2 separate regions of the Drosophila melanogaster genome follow, and region 1 is linked to region 2. Evidence: chromatin contacts called from public Hi-C data. All regions are on one chromosome and are shown on one strand. The core of a region is the stretch at or near the end of the contact, and the rest is flanking DNA. Distances in the headings are between cores, read along the strand shown. Region 1 holds the start of Gclm (Glutamate-cysteine ligase modifier subunit). Region 2 holds the start of Efa6 (Exchange factor for Arf 6).

Region 1 (2,907 bases), core at 239-2,738, 99 kb before region 2:
AGTGGCGGAGCGTGTTCAAGACATTCAATGCTCAGAGCGGTAGTTGCACACTGCAGCGATGGAATCGCTACGAGTACGAGCTGCTGGTCAAGGTGGGCACCAAGAGGAGTGGCCGTCTACTGGGTCGTTCCACCACCACAGATGTTATCCTACGAGCTCACCATGACTTTGGGAACTTCACACGGCTCCTAAGCGAGGGCGATGTTGTACTATTCTATGGAATCCTGCACAATTCTCGGCTTTTGGCTGACAACGTGCAGGTGAAGCTGAAAACCATCGAGTGTGTGGAGTGCCGGTCGCGGGATTTGGGTACGGCCAGCATCGAGCGAGTGGTGGCCGCTTCACCCATGGATGCACGCCTCCAAGATTTGATGAGAGGCATCAAGTATTTGTTGAACGCTTTGTTGAATCCTTTAATTACGTTTAAGTAATTTTCATTAAATTAAAAAACACAGGAGTATGAGTTTCTTGTAATCTGCTCACCCCATTTTTTTTACTTTAATATAATAGATACATATGTATTTATTTAAACTGAAAAATATTTACGAAATTATATTGGTTGATTATGATAGTGTTGTAAAACAGCTTTTCAATTGTCGTTTTATTGGTTCTTAAAAATATATAAAGATCCTTATCACACGCATTATTTTTTGCTTTGTTTGTATTTAGTTAAATATGTTATCGGAAGGTAACTGATCCACACCTTTGACATTCCATTTGCAAGAGTCCCGAGTTGTGAGCGTCTTTTGTGGAGATGTTAGCGAATATGGAACAGGTGTTTCTAGGAAATCAACATTTTCCAGGCACTTTAGCGAAGCAAACAACTCAACATCCGGGTCTAATTTCAGTTCAATCTCCTCATGCAGCTCACACGGCTCCTTGCAGATGAACTGCTCGGGTGCGTTGACCAAGAACCGGACTCCCTCGAGCAGGAGCTTCCTATGAGCGGGATTATCCACTCCCAGCATGATCAGATCGCTTACGATAATAAGCTTGCAGCGTTCAATGCTGTCGTACCCCCGCTCCAGGAATTTACCAATGTACTTCTCCATGGTCAATAGCACCAACCAATCGCGCACAGCCCGTCCACACATCCTAGTTCTTCTATTATAATCTCTAAATCTCCAAATTGAACACTTTAAACAACAGTTACAACTGGAAACCGTTACAATTTACCGGTTAGATATGACATTTTAAGGCATACGTACTCAATAAAATTGTTTTATTAACCGGCTGCTTTTCCTTATTAAATAAATAGCTACCTAAATATATAAGCTTAAAATACAAATTTTAAATACATTTTCAATGGTCATGCTTTTTATGAACAATGAGGGCACTAGACTTATTAGTTGGGCAACACTGTAATTATTATTATACATTCGAATTTTAAATTGTATTTCATTTGGATCTAGTACCCCTGGCGGCGCATGGATACTTTTCGATAACCTTATCGAAGCCAATCGGCCAACGTCCATCACCAGCTGTCAGCAGAATTTATTTCTCTCTCCACACTTCGGTGCAAAGTGTATTTAAGTGGCCAAGCGGTCGGTGCTCGAGAACACACGCGTTTCACACACCTGAGAGGGCTGCAGTTGTCTGGACGGTCGCGAAAGTAGCAGATACCAAATAAGGAGAACACTTGTCACCATGATACCGACCATAACGAAGAAGTACCAGAACGTGGTGATTAGCACGGGCAACATCATCGCCACGGAACTGGGACAGCGCAAATCGAACGAGGAGCTGTACGACGGCCTGAAGATAACGCTCCACACCGACTCGACTGCGGAGCGCGTGGTGGTTGAAAAGGAGATCGACGAGCTGCATGGGCGGGTGCAAAGGGCCACCCAGGAGTTGACCACCCGCTTGACGGAGAATGGACGGAATGAGATAAGTATCGGTGCCAAGATATTCCTCAATCGCCACTCCACAGAGTCTGTGAATCAGGCGGTGGAGGAGCTGCTCCACATACTTAGTGTGACGCACGTGGACAATGTGGTGTTGGCCTACCACCCGAATGCGGTTGCCACCGCAACGCCGGTGGCCACAACCAAACCGCCCTGTTCCGAGGATTCCAACGTCAGCAGGGCTACAAACTGGAGCCAGCGCAATGGAAAGGAAGGAGTGGCAGAGCTGAAGGAACTGTACAAAACACTGGAGCAATATGCCCTCAAGCAGCAGATTACACAGCTGGGAATTGCCGATCTGGATGCGGCGGCGCTGGAGGAGCTACACAACAGCGCACAGGTTGTGCCCACAATTGCCCAGGTCAACCTGTCTACGTGCTGCGTGGTGCCACCAGAACTGCAGGAGTTCTGCACCGCTCACGACATCCAACTGAACACGCACAGCGATCCCGAGCTCCTGCTGCCCGTGGAGCAGTTCGACGGACTGGTCCCTGGCTACACAATCGACTGGACACTGCGTTACCAGGTGCATGTCCGCTGCCGGGGCGTTCTCACCGCCAAGGGCTACATCGTGGGCGCGTCGAGGTCGAGCGTTTAGTTTTAAGTAACTCCCACATACAGATGCTAGGCTATAGTTTTAATGTTTGTAATGTATGCTGTGTACAGTGGTGTACTTATTGTTTGTTATACAAAACCCAAATTGATGATTCGAAGCCGATCGATTCACTTTGCTGTAAACGATTTTAAAATACTTATTCTGAACATAAAGCGTTTCAAAAACGACAATTGGCAATTGGCTATTGTGTGTCACTGGCTTCCAGCTGCTGGGGGTTTAGCGATTTGAGCCCCAACCGGTTTGAATGCCTCGGCTACAAATTAAGTGTACGTCCAGCTGGTGTAATTTATATGCTCTGGTCGCAGACGAGTACTCTTGGTGATTTCCTTGTTGTGGCTTGTTATTTGCCCCAACTAATCGCTGTCTAGGCCTCCGCTTCTGTTG
Region 2 (2,914 bases), core at 281-2,780:
TTCTTATCAGCAGCCGAGGGGCGAGTCTCGGTCGCTTTGCACACAATCCAACTTCCAAAACTCAAGCCACCAGCTGCCATAAAAAATCGTACTTATCTATGTATGTACATACATACATACATATGTACGTATGCACTTTGCGTCAGATAAAACGTCATGAATAATTTGTTTTCCGTTTGAATGCTTATGTAACGGCAGTTGGACGGTATACAAATCCTTCAAAAATTTTAAAACGGTGCTGAAATCACACAATTTGTTATTGCACTTCTCTAAAATCTCCTTAAAATTCCCTGAAAAGCACAAAATTCCAGGGAAAAATGCGTATTGCAGAACAGCAATCTTAACTAGAAACTGGCATGATTTCTATGAATTTTGTCAATTGTCAATTTTTTGTCAATTCTCTAAAATCTCCTTAATATTCCCTGAAAAGCACAAAATTCCAGGGAAAAATGAGTATTGCAGAACAGCAATCTTAACTAGAAACTGGCATGATTTCTATGAATTTTGTCAATTTTGCCAGCTACGTATTTCCATTTAATGATCTTTAATAAATTCCGCTATTGGGCGGTGTGCCTTGTCGAGGCTCTACTGTAGTCTAAAATGTGGCGTTGCCAAAAGTGAGCCCAGCAAGGGAGCTGTTGCTTCTGCTTCTTCGCTGGCTGCTTCCAGTGCCCGGTGGTTGATGAAGTCATTGGTAGAGGTGGTCGGAGGTCACCGGTGGGTGGATATGAGGGGGTGGCATGGGCCGCTCGGTGTGAGGACTCCGCCAGTCCTCCTGTCCCAGACGGGAATGGAATGACACACAGCACACACAAAGGCGCAGAGGAGCTGCAACTGCGGTGTGCTGTTGTGTTTGCTTCACTTACCGCTCCGCAATCGGCTGCCGGCGAATTCTCGACGATGTCGTAGATGACATGTGGCGGTCCGGTGGTTCCGAGTAGCGAAAACCCGAAACCGGAATGCTGCTCGCTGCGCCGCAGCACCACTTTCAGTTCCTCGCTCATTTTGGGTCCTTCGGCGTCCTGCTGCCGATCGGTTCACACTCTTTTCACCGAGTTTTCGTTTGGTTGGTTGGCGGTGTGGGTGGGTAACCCCTGGGCGTGATTAATCCTTTGGGCGACGGCCACTTTTCTTAGTCGCTTTAATTAATTCTCGCTGTTTTGGGCTTGGCCAACTTCATTTGCACACTCTCATTTTGTTTTCACTCTTTCCACTTCACAACATGCACACAAACACACACGCTCACAAACACTCATACACGCACTCACGGATGACGATTTGAAAAAAAGAATGAAACTCCTTGGCGAATTTGTTTAAACATTAAACATTATTGCATTTGCTGCGCTGCTTCTTCTTCTACTTCGTTGGCTTTCTTTCCACGCAATTCTGCGTTCCACGCAAACGAAACTTGTTTAATTCGCCCGTCTGCTTCTCGCTTCGTTTCTTTATGTCGCTTTTGTCCGACTGTTTCGCCGCCGCTTAGCGGTTCGCGGGGGGTTTTAGCCGCACATATTTTGGCGAATGTGGATGCCCAGATATCGCAGATTGTACTAAATGATTGTAAATTGTAAATTGTACTATTGCACTGGGGATGGGAAGCATAAAAGTATTAATATATCGATAGATATCGGAAAGTATTTCTACCGTTGCTTCATTTCTATCGATAGATATATTTAAACCTCTTGTATACTTTTTCTAGATTAAATGAGATTTATTAGCTGACAAAGGAAAATTAAAAGAAATATATGAATAAATCTAGCCAAACAATAACTACACAGCGAAGGACAACAGATATCACTGAATGCCCTTTGGAATGTCATAGTCTGGCAACACTTGAAATGTGCCTATGCCTTAACCAAAAAAGATTACCCAACACTTATTCAGTTTGAAAATAAATGCGGATAATTTAAAACCGGAACCGGTTAATTTTCATATACCGGTATATTATTTAATAAAAACTCAAATAAAAAAGGGTATACCTAAGCCCCAAGAAAAATAAGCAGAAGCTAGAATTTACGTTTTTGCTGTGTCCATTTTATAATTGGTTTCATAATAGGATATCAAAATTTTTTGATTTCTTTTCTAATTTCTAAAACCCCCGTAAGACTTATTTTATTGAACTATTTTATCCCTTAACCATTTCTGTGACACGCACTTATTTCCCCATTAATTATTATATAAAACTCCACTTTGTCATGGATTATCTAGGAATATACACTCAATGGTCACTCGTAATCCGCCGCATCGACTTTAAAAGCGCGTGCAATTGCGACTTTCAGATAAATCTCCGACTGGGTCTTACGACTCGCCGACGGTTGTCTATTAAAATTTTATAGCTCCGCAGTTGGTGGCACAAAGCACTTGACTCATGCGTCCACTTCCGTTTCTGACCGGACGCCTGGGGAAGGGGCTGGGAATCGGATTCGGGTTTGTTGTGACAACAGTTCGTAGGCAAAGACAACAAGCCGATCTGCGGGTGTCATAACCACTCATACCCGAGGTCCAGATGTTGCGCACAATTATCATATCAGCAGCACATCATTTGCGACTAAGTGAAAAAGCAGATTGGCCTGGCACACTCTGCGCCTTGTTTAAAAAGCAGCTCCGCCGAATCTGAGATTTCAGTAATAGTTTAGACCTAGAAGCAAAGACATCGGCAATGAAGAACTCCCACGCGAACGTCTACCAAGAATCCTATTGCTACGAGGATATTACGAAATCGTGGCTGAACCAAACGGAGGGCTATACGGACTGCAGCTATGTATATGACCACAGTGCGTCTTCTTCCTACGCGGATTACAATAAACTAGAAACTAATTGGTGCAACGAAGCGAACGATCAATGGTTACAAAATGAGGCACCTACTGGTCAAGAACTTCCAAGCCAAAGGTCCAAACTCCGGGCAATCAGCTCG

Evidence for each region. Hi-C and Micro-C count contacts between places; a contact is called where the count stands out from the background.
Region 1: a contact with region 2 is called in a Hi-C map of the Kc167 cell line, with 3 times the contacts expected there. A contact is called at or near these places in 11 of 107 Hi-C or Micro-C datasets (the D17-c3 cell line, the Kc167 cell line, the Ras3 cell line and 3 more).

Annotation. Positions count from the first base shown.
Region 1 is chr3R:22,685,091-22,687,997 of dm6, reverse strand. Gclm (Glutamate-cysteine ligase modifier subunit) reads left to right here and starts at 1,488. Exons shown (of 1, transcript NM_001275916.1): 1 at 1,488-2,907. The coding sequence starts at 1,648. The coding sequence ends at 2,505. CG17625 reads right to left here and starts at 1,149. Exons shown (of 1, transcript NM_142821.3): 1 at 591-1,149. The coding sequence starts at 1,094. The coding sequence ends at 666. It overlaps wfs1 (wolfram syndrome 1), which reads left to right. Exons shown (of 4, transcript NM_142822.3): 4 at 1-456. The coding sequence ends at 431.
Region 2 is chr3R:22,586,371-22,589,284 of dm6, reverse strand. Efa6 (Exchange factor for Arf 6) reads right to left here and starts at 1,530. Exons shown (of 15, transcript NM_170027.4): 1 at 867-1,530. The coding sequence starts at 1,004. It overlaps btn (buttonless), which reads left to right and starts at 2,660. Exons shown (of 1, transcript NM_170026.2): 1 at 2,660-2,914. The coding sequence starts at 2,660.